Regions from separate parts of the Zea mays genome. Here region 2 is linked to region 1. Evidence: chromatin contacts called from public Hi-C data. All regions are on one chromosome and are shown on one strand. The core of a region is the stretch at or near the end of the contact, and the rest is flanking DNA. Distances in the headings are between cores, read along the strand shown.

Evidence for each region. A called contact is a pair of places that touch in the nucleus more often than the background predicts.
Region 2: a Hi-C map of tassel shows a contact between it and region 1, with 2.8 times the contacts expected there. The contact joins the promoter of LOC103650637 here to the promoter of LOC100192900 in region 1. A contact is called at or near these places in 3 of 25 Hi-C or Micro-C datasets (bundle sheath, ear and tassel).

What each region holds. Positions count from the first base shown.
Region 1 is chr3:140,935,104-140,940,650 of Zm-B73-REFERENCE-NAM-5.0, reverse strand. LOC100192900 reads right to left here and starts at 3,453. Exons shown (of 6, transcript NM_001138087.1): 1 at 2,404-3,453; 2 at 2,125-2,316; 3 at 1,954-2,041; 4 at 349-419; 5 at 177-260; 6 at 1-65. The coding sequence starts at 3,237.
Region 2 is chr3:141,295,928-141,301,362 of Zm-B73-REFERENCE-NAM-5.0, reverse strand. LOC103650637 (probable methyltransferase PMT26) reads right to left here and starts at 1,969. Exons shown (of 6, transcript XM_008676204.4): 1 at 1,588-1,969; 2 at 1-1,335. The coding sequence starts at 1,279.

The DNA of each region.
Region 1 (5,547 bases), core at 2,204-4,703:
AGTGTTTGCAGAAAAGCAGCAAGGTCAGCTCCATAAATAACCCGATGATCGGCGGTAACATTTACCTACATGCATTGATCAGGTGAGCGGAAGTGTAAAATCAAGCAAAAAGAAAACCATCAAACAAAAAATAGTTGGCACGAAAGGACATGTTCCGCCAGGCACAAGAAACTTACCTGCATTTGATTCTTGATCCCAATTCTACCATCTTTTGTACCAACAATGGTGGGTTCTGATGCCCCGACGGCCATGATTGCTCCCTGTATTTAGTAACCCACATATTTCAGTAAGGTATACAGCACTGCATGAAAAATAGAAATGGAGAATAAAATAAACTGTGCATCTTACAGTTCCAGGTGGCAGTATTGCATCAAACCTATCAACTCCAAACATACCAAGATTCGAGAGAGTAAACGTGCCTGCAGAATGAACATGTGCAGTTCTTAGCATACACAAAAGAACATGGTCACCGTATTCTACATGTTTGATGTGGTTATTGGTTAACACCAAGAGGCTATCAATGGACATAAGGCTTAAATGATCCAAAAAACTTTAGTCAATTGGTTAAAGCCAATACAAATCATTTCACTGTTTCTATGGCCTACCCTCCATCTTCATATTTACTCCAGAAAGTTCTGCTCTGCTGTGAGGAGGCTCGCTCCAAGCCAGCAACATTAGATAAAAGAAAATAAACTAATAATTGACTTGATGATATCTTAGTTTTCTTAACCTTACAAGTGAGATGAGATGTCTCAGTGCATAACTTCCCTCCACAAAAGACACTTCTAATATGGACTATGGAGCATGTGCTGACAAGCTAACAAAATTGAGTCACATCCAAGATTATTGTTTGGCCAAACTCCTAGATTATATTATGAGAAGGCCACATCCAAGAAAAGCACTAAGTCACAGCTAGAAGAAACACTTCTGGCCTACGAGACTGATAACAAAATTGTGATTGGATTAGGAGAATGCAAATTGATTAGACTAGAGGCATGGAGAAAACTTAAACATTGGTAATAAATTATCTAAAATTAGACCATGATAATGGATATCACAATATATATATATATATATATATATATATATATATATATATATATGATACAGAAATTATCATTAATAAAGAGCACCATCCTTAATATTGAGTATTGACACCGATCACCATGTTCTATATGTTTACCTGGTACAAAATATTGTCAAAGTAAAACGCTTATGACAACATGATATGTACTTATTCAAGTAACCATAAGCAGTTTGTAGCAGTTAATCCCTTTCCTCTCCACATGAAGAGGATTGCACTCGTATTAAGTAATGAGCAGGAAGCATAGAGCTGTATTAGGCTGTGACATTCAATAGTCCAAGAGAGCTCCAAATCTCCAATTGGTGGCAAGGTGCAGCGGAGCAATGTAGGTGATGGTATCAGAAAGTTTAAGAATCAGGCGACCTACTGCAGATGGGGCGAAACCTTTTCTATAAATGACTCAACATAGCCACAAGCAACGGGTACAGTGGTAGTGACCCTCGACCCGGGAACGTCGTTCCCGACCCGGTACGCAGGGTCATTTTCTTTCCCACCATGTAAAAATCTCTCACATGTAGCATACCACGTTCCTCGACCCTATCGATCTAGGAACTTTGTGACTATGGACTCAAGTTATACAAAATGAAACTGTATTTGTACCCTGGTAATTGTACAGTTTGTCAGGTATCTGGTATCATATTTGATATGAGTCAGAAAGCATATACAACACAGAGGATTGCATCTTTTTTTGATCGTATAGCAGATTTAGCTAGGGTAAATTGTACCAAAAATATCTAGCAACCACCAGATTCTTTTATCCTGCTGCTAATAAGTGAATCTCTGTAAGTATACAATCTTATTCAAAACATTAGAAAAGATACACAACAATGTGCTGCGTATTCAGATTTGTGTATGAAGCAAAGAAATACCAGAGTTGTACTCATGGGGCTGCAACTGCTTTGCTCGCGCCTTATCAACTAACTCTTTCCATTTCCTTGACAATGAATAAATGTCAAGCTGCATAAACCAGCAAGTAACCATTTATTTAAAAAAAATCATCAAAAATATCAACACTCATTGTGCATGGTAAAGTGTTTGACCTTATCAGCATCTTGAAGAACTGGTGTAATCAACCCACCATCTATGGCCACTGCCACGGCAATGTTGATACTACTGCTGTAGGTGAAGCTCTTCCCATCCCTGCAGCTGGAGTTCACCACAGGATGCTGAACCAGCGCCATTGCTGTCGCCTTAGCCAACAGTGCTGTCATTGTAACCCCCTTCGACTTAATCTGTAAAACGAAAATGCGAGCTTACCCCTTTATCCAATCATCATATTCATAAAACAATGGTCCTAAACATTGTGCAAAGATGCTCACTTTTTTGTAGAGCTGATCAAGAGCATCAGTTGTGATGGTGTATCCGACCCTGAATGTCGGGATGGCAAGGCTCTCCACCATGTTCTTGCTGACAGCACCCTGCATTGTCGTGAATGGTACCGTCGACCCCAATGGCACATCCGGCCGTGGAGCAGTCACTGGTGCGGCCTTCTTGGGCGCAGCAAGCGCAGCCTCGACATCCTTGGCCACAATTCGCCCACAGGGGCCTGACCCCGTGACTGAGAAAAGATCAACGCCGAGGTCCTTGGCGAGCTTCTTGGCGTAGGGTGAAGCAACCACACGCTCGCCTTGTGTTGCTGGCAAAGGCGGCGTGGGAGCAGAGACTGACACCGGCCCTGGGGGAGGAGGTGGCGGCGGGGAAGGGGATGCTTCTTGAGCAGCAGTTTCTTGCGGAGGCGACGGTAAGGGGGACGTGGAGGAGAAGGAGGCAGCCTGTGACTGGGCCACTGGGATGTCCTCCTCTGACTCGGCAAGCAGCGCGATGGCGGAGCCGACGGGCGCTGAGTCGCCAGCGGGCACGAGGACGGCGGCGAGGAAGCCGTCGTAGAAGGTCTCGACGTCCATGTCGGCCTTGTCGGACTCGACGACGACGACGGGGTCGCCCTTGGCAAGGCGGTCGCCCTCAGCGGCGGTCCAGGAGACGATCTTGCCCTCGGTCATGGTGGAGCTGAGCGCTGGCATGAAGATTTCCCGGATCTTGGCCTCAATCCGGCATCGGCGGCGGGACGAGGATGGCACCGGCACGCCTGCACGGCGGCGGAGCGCGGACGCCGATGGGAGAAGCGTGGACTGGAGGTGGAGGAGACCGGCCATTGCAGGGTGGCGGGGGAGGGGAGGGAAATGGAGAGTGGGCGGGAGGATTTGAGAGGAGTCTGATGAGATCGTGGTGGGCTGGTGGCTACTCCTCGCTTGCTGATGCTGTTGTTGCAGCTGGCGGGCGCTGCCTTGGGAGTATCGGAGGCGCGGCGGATTAGCCGAGGACGACGAGGGGTAGGAAGGTTTGGGCTCGTCGCTCCTGCTGCTAACCCGGCTTTGGGGATTGCTCCAGCAAGCCCAAGGTTTGCGCCAATACTCTTTCCTTTTTCCCCCTTGGTGCCTACATTATTTTTCATTTTAAGCATTAATTTAAAATATCAATACATTATTGGGTTAGATATATATCTTATTAGACTAACTTCCAATATTCCCCCTATTCAACTATATGTATATACTTTCTATTATATTTTAATACACCCTCATGAAAGATACTCTTCTACTTACATTATGTCTCCCACCATTCTCCTTATTTATCTCCCCTACACCAACTAACACATATATTTAACCATTTGTTGAACCATATATGTGCCAATTAAGACATGCATACTATACACATACTTGTATACATACTTAGGTTACAATTTTCATGTTACAATTTAATTTATTTGGTATGTTGTAAACCAAGCGGTTATATTCAAATGGCAATACTCATTGTCCCTAAAACTGCGTACGGACACAATCATGGTGGATGATGCCCACCTTACATGTTAATATAGCTTGCTTGGAAAGATATATTGTAGCTTCTACAGGAAGAAACAACAACAACAACAACAACAACAACAACAACATGTAGTGGAAGACATTAATGTCCAGCCCGACTCATGGCTGGGGCCCACCATATGTGGCTTTGGGCCAGCTGGGCTCGTTTCGTGGGCTGGACCAACATCACCACAAGTCCCATAGAAGGGAGTAATTAGCAACTTCGACCATAGGGTCTGGGTCCCCACGTCAGGACCGGGACCTCCACATGGGCCCACCGGATCCACAGATAGGGGGTTCAGAGCAGTTCCATATCCCTAGAGTAAAAGCACTCTCTTGACTACAAGATCGGTTCCGGACCCCTAGGAGTGGTTCTGGACCCCACATGTGTCATTTGGACCTCAAGCCAAGTGAGGTCCTGTGCCGCCATGTGTCCGGACCATTACGGGTGGAGCCCGGACCCCCTTAAGCATGTTTCGGACCCTAGTCAGGGGAGGTCCGAGGGTGCCATGTCACCACACGTTCCCGGGTCTGCTCCTTACCCAGGCAGAGGTCCGGTGCCGACGCGTGGCCGAGGATGCATGACATAAGTCGCTAGCCTCTGACATGGGGCCCACCAGCATTAAGTGCGAACAGGATGCACGCTTGCCCGCGCCAATGGCAGGTGGCGGGCGCCCTGCATTAAATGCACGCGACGCGCCTAGTCTGCAATGCATGGACTACACTGTTATCCACGCCTTACCAAGGCAAGACCATTGACTCAATGCGCCACATGGGTGCCCCTCATTATGACTCCTACTGCTCCCTGTGTGTTACCAAGGTGGTGGTGGTGGAACAGGCGGAGGGGACAGGACGACACCGTCCATACACCTATATGCACGACAACGTACCAGACTACGCCTCAACCTGCGCCAAGGCCTACACATGTGTTCCGATTAGACAGAGCAAGAGAGTAGGATGTCAGGAGCCCACACGGTGACCAAGGGAAGATAAGCGTCCAGAAGATCTAGCACCACTCGCTCTACCCGACACCTCACACTTTGTATTATAGTAACTCCTGGGCCCACCTATCGGCGCCCAGCTCCCTTGTAACATGCTCCCTTGGACTATAAAAGGAAGGGCACCTGCGATACAAAAGGGGATCTGAGCTCGATTCAAACCCATGACACTCAAGCTCTCAAGCAATACAACTCACAGTGGATGTATGGTATTACGCTCTAGTGGCCCGAACCACTCTAAATCCTTGTGTCCTTGTCTTCATCCTTTCGGTCAGGCAAACCTCAAAGCCCCCTCCTCATCTGAGAATCAGGGTGGATGCATTCCACCACCTGGCTGGAGGATTTCCCTCTGACAATGACCAATAGTTTGATGCCTCTAAAGCAACAATTAGATTTGTGAGTAAAGCTATGAACTTAGGTGTGTATTCTATAGTGTCTGCTTGTGTGTGTGAAGCAACCGTTAGTGTGTCATCCAAATAGATAAACATTAGTTTCCTATGATCATGGTAGATAATCACGTCATAATCATGAATAACACAGACTTGGAGCACAAACAATCTAATTTATGAACACACTAAGTGCAAATGCACTTGAAGCCCAGATCTTAATC
Region 2 (5,435 bases), core at 720-3,219, 360 kb before region 1:
GTATCTTCCCTTCAGTCGTGGCGCTGCTGTTCGTTGCGTAGCTGTTTTCAGTGATGTTGCCGTTGGCGCCATCATCCGCGGCTGCAAATGCCATGGTCTCGGCCGCGACGTTCTGGCCTCCGGAAGTTGCGTTGTTTGACGCCGCGCCGGTTGTCGCGTCGTCGTCTGTGCTTTCCACCTTGCCGCCGCTGGCAGTTTCATCGGAGCTATTCTCGGCGACCTTCCCGTCTTCTTTCATGGGCTGCGAGTCGTTCGTACTGCCATTCATGTCGTCGAAGCTCGTCTGGCTCTGGGCCGTGCCGTCGTCACCGCCAACGGTCTCTTTTGACTCTGTCGGTGTCTCCTTGGTGCTATTGTTAGCCTGGCCGCCGGTGCTGTTATCGTCAGTGGTGGATGCCTCTTGTACAGTAGTGTTGTCAGCCTGGCCGCCGGTGCTCTTGTCGTCAGTGGACGCCTCCTCCTCCCTCTTGTCAGCCTGGCCGCCGGTTTCGTTGGTGTTCTTGTCGGTGTTGTTCTCGTCCTGATCCTGTCCGCTTGTGGTAGTGTTGCCATCGATCGCCGTCTGCTCGGCGCTCTGCTCGACTTTTTTGTCGGGGTCCTCCGGCTTCGCCACCTCGCCGCCCTCCGTCTTGCCGTTCTCGTCGGAGAAAGTCTGGTTCCTGGCCGGTGTGTCGCCCTCGGCAACGGTGCCGCTGTCTGGCTCTCCGGAGTCCTCTGCGTCCGTGCCTCTGGTAGTGCCGTTGGCTGTCGCATCCGTTCTCCCCGTGACGTCGCTCTGGTTGACGTCGTTGCCGACAGTAGTGACAGGTTCGGCCGTCTGCGTGGCGCCAGCGCCGTCGTCCTTGTTGTTGCCGGTGTCGCCATCAGCGCCTTCCTTCGTCTGCGAAGCGTCGCCACCATCTTTGTTGTCGGTGTCCCCATCAGCGTCCTCCTTCGTCTGCGAAGCGTCGCCACCGCTACGATCATCTTTCTTGCCTGCGTCCCCACTCACCTCCGTCGACTGCGTGCCGCTGCCAGTGTCCGCCACCTCGTCGCTCGCCTGCCGCGTGTCGCCGCCAACGTCGACGGACCCGTCCTGGTCCTTGGCCCCCGAGTTGTTCTCTGGCGTTACGGTGACGGCGATGTTGTTGGACGACGCCATCATCCACGCGGCGACGAGGCAGAGCGCCACGAAGACGACGACGGTTGCCGACGAGCAGAACGACGACGGCGGCGGCGGCGGCCTCCGGGCGCCCACGCCGTCCAGCCTCTGGTAGCGATCCCGTTCGAACAACGGCATCTCTGGAATCCCCTTCCCTTTTCAGCTAGCTCATGCACAGTCCGGGATCACACTGCCTGCAGATTCATGCAACAAGGATGCCGAGACGTCAGAAACCGTGATGTCCAGAGAAAACAGAGAAAGAGAGGAATCTGAACAAGCGATGAACACATGAACAGAGAGTCAGACACGCACGCCCGCACGCACGCAAGCAGTTTCAGAGCGATTCAAAAGTCGAAATCGAAATGCGGAAACCTGAGCACTGCAACGTCGTCAATGAAACCTGAAACAAAATTGGGTCGAGAAATGGCGCGGCTCCGGGAACCAACCGACGGCGAAACTCTGAGATGAAGAAGATGGCCTCTCGATCTAATTTGCAGCACGGAACAAACCGCTGCCCGGTTGTGGAACGGATCGTAGGTTCTTCAATTCAGAAGTGGAGAGGGTGGTGAGAACGCAGCGACCTCAAATCTAGCCTCTTTCTATTCTATTTCCCCCAGCGACACGCAACCGGCCATGCAGGAGCCGATCTCAAGCTTCTTTTATTGGTCATCGATCGAGCTTGGGTGGAGGGGATGCGATGCTAGGTAGCGGCAAGTGAGGAGAAATGGAGGCGACCACGAGCGTCTCTCCCCGGTTTCATGGCGCCATCTCGCCATGCGTGCAAACGCCGGGGCGCCGTGGAGAAATGCCTTTTTTTATTTGCACTGCAGAATATGGAATAGAATTTTGTTTTTTTTTAAAAAAAAATCGCTGCTCGCTGCAGGCCTAAATATAAATCCACCGAGACATGGATACATTCTTTAACGCAGCACTCCTTTTTTTTTCTTCTTTTGCCCCGAATTACATGCAACACAAATAGGCGTGCACTCTTAGCCCTACTAAATCACACACTCAAACCCTATCTTCATCTTCATGTGTACCATGTCACGATTTGGCCAAACTCGAGTTATTTTACTTTTTTTTAAAAAAAAGGTAGAATACCTGGGGACAATTCTGGCTCCAAATTAAGCAAGGGGTTATAGAACCGAAACTATTGTGATGTTTAGATTTATTTAAATGGAAATTATTTTTGCTTTATAGATAGTATATTCATTTCTTACGTGTCTCAACATAGCTATCTCTCAGTACAGAGAGAGATAAGTCCAAATGACTTAGAGCATCTCCAAGAGATTAATCAAATGACTCAGCAAGCTAAATTTTAGCTACTTAATAGCAAAATAACTCTCAAACAGACTAGTCATCCAACTTGCTAAGCTATCCGGCTCTTCAAATTAGCTCCCTCTCTAGCCAAATTTAGCTAGCCGCTGACTAGCCAAACTAAATAGAAAGTCTGTTGGAGTGAGATGCTACATATAGAATGTAATCTTTATGAAGAGGTAAATAGAGTGTCATATAGAGAGTCGAAAATAGAGTGTCTCTTAGAGATGCTCTTATAGCTTAGAATGAAAGGGATTAGTTTCTATTGAGCTACTATCTACCTCTTATAATTTACAAGATTTTGCTGGTCATCGATCCTTGAAAGTGGTCAGCATTGTATTTGGTTTGTACGCATTAGTCGTAAGCCAATTAACCCAGAACTTTAACCTGACAGGAAACAACAGCATTCCAGTTTTAGAACATATATACAACCGTGCCTTAAATAGGTGCTCTATTTTAAAATATAAGGCACAACATTCAAAATACAATTCTAACGGTGCATCATTTTATTAATTTTCGTCAAAAATAAATAGGGCAGGGTCTAGAGTGCCTCAAGTATAGGACACCCCTCGGGCTGCCCTATCTCCGCTTCCTATTAATTTTTCTAACGATCGCCACTGTGATCTTTGTTCATCAGGCCGGAGTCCTCAGAATGCTTCGACCGCTGCCACCCTCATATTCCTCTAGATCACCATCAGCTTCTCCTTGCACCGACTGACACCACCCACACCTTCCACACACTGCCACTATTAGACCTTGTTCGATTACGTCTGGATCGAAATGGATAGTGGAAGAGAGGGTTAAATCTCCTTCTATTTAATTTTGATTAAGGAAGAATTTAATCTCCTCGAACCAAACATGCTCTCAATGGGATCTCCATCGCCCTACTTTCCACCAGCGCCGCTGCCCCTCTTTCAGTCCCAGCTGCACAGATCCAGGGCCTTATTGGGGCGCCGGCGCGTATGGGCGCTCCTTGGCAGGGCAGACTTGGCTCTTTCTCGGTGGGAGGACAGGTTCTCCCGTTCCTAGTGCGGTGGAGGCAAACTAGCTAGGTGTCAAAAGCACGTCCAACACAGAAAGAAAACTGATTTCAATTACAGGGCTCAATAAAAGGTTTATTGTTGGAGGATAAAATGTTTTTAATGACCTAAACTCTTTAAATGAAACGGTGTTTTAAATTATAGGGCACAAGTATAGAGCACATTCTTGGAGATGCTACTATACATCAGCCACATCTAGAATTTTTAGAGTCCATTTCGTGAAGAGAGAGAGAGAGATCGAGAAGCTTTATAGTTGACGCGTGCAGGGGGAGCATTGGCAGAAATTCATAGTTGACGCGTGCAGGGGGAGCAGGTTGACCACCTTTTTTCGTGCGCGTGTGCACTTTTTTTTCCTCCTTCCTGCGCACCCCTCCTGTCAACTTTGCGTGCGTGGAGGTGACTGATTCACTGTGTGCGCTTTCTTCTAACACGGCGGATTCACCTGAGATGCAGAGCGTAAAACATGCAGCGATCACAGAAGACAGAACTAGTGGTAAAGTTGAGGGCATGTTTAGTAGGATTCTTGTTCAGTTTCACACAACTGTTTTTTAGCGTCTTTTAGAAATATTTGTTACTACCAACTTACCACCATAAGACCATGTTTGGGTCCTAAGAATTGAGTGGAATTAAAAATAAAAACGAACTGAACGAAACGGGAAAAAAACCAAAATATTACTATGTCCGCTCTGGCACACCATCTAGATATTCCAAAATCGGTTCCACCAAATACAGAGCAGAAATCCAAATATTACTATGTCCGCTCTGGCGTCGTAGTAGTATAGGGTATTTTGCCGCCGAAACGAACTGAATGAAACGGGAAAAAATATGCAAAAGAAAAAAAAAGACAGACGGAGATACCCACCACGCTGACCGCACCAGCGACTTCCCGCGTCGACGCTACCTCCTCTGCTCCAGCTCCCTATATATAGTCCTGCAAGTCTGGGCCGTGCCCATTGGGCCGGTACGAGCCCGGCACGGTTTTGTAAGCACGAAGCCCGACCCAGCACGGGAGTTAAATAGCCGGGCCAGCACGGCACGTGCATCGTGCTGGGCCGTGCTTTCCATTTCGGCCCGACGGCCCATACGACCCGACACGGGAGATTGGGCCGTGCCCGGGTCAGCACGGCACGGGAATAGCCCGAAGCGCGGACGCGCGGCGCGGTGACCCATTTCGCATTTAGGGTTACGCGCGACTCAGCTCAGCGGCGGCATTTACTTCCCTCCCGACCTCTCCAAGTCTCCAGAGACCTCTCGTTTCTCTCGCTCGCCTCCCTCTCCGTCCCTCGTCCGCGGTCCGCCGCCGCTCCACGCGACCTGGATCCCGCCTCTAGCTAGCCCGCCACCGTCTCTTCCAGGCTTCCAGCTGATGCGGCATGGCCGGATCTGTTCGGATCCGTTGCGCTTGCGCAGCTCCATGCACATCTCGAAACCCTAACCACGATTCCCAGGTAACGTTTCCCACTTTCCCAGGAATCGAAGCGCCGCCGTCCTCCCGCGGTCCCGCAGCGCCGAATTGCCGATGCCTGCTCAAATGCTCAAGCAGCTCAACGGACTCCGCGTCTTCGTCAAGCCCCAAGGTATGGAAAAGTGGTCTTGTTCGGCCCGTTCGCATTCGTGCCTATTCCCAAGAGTTAGCAGTAATTGCTTTACGAATGTTTGCTGTCGTGCTCTACAAATGTTTAGTTGTTGCTGCTCATACAGTCATACTGCTCGTACTAGTTCATACTGCTCATACTGCTCATACTGCTCATACTGCTCGTACTAGTTCATACTGCTCATACTGCTCATGCTGCTCATACTGCTCGTACATGTTTAGTAGTCCAGTACCCTAGTTTCAGTTTGTTTTCTGCTGCTCAGTGGTACTCGCTAGTCGCTACCCCGATCCAGTACCCCAGTTTTTTTTGCTACTGCTCAGTGGTACTCTCTACCCCGATCCA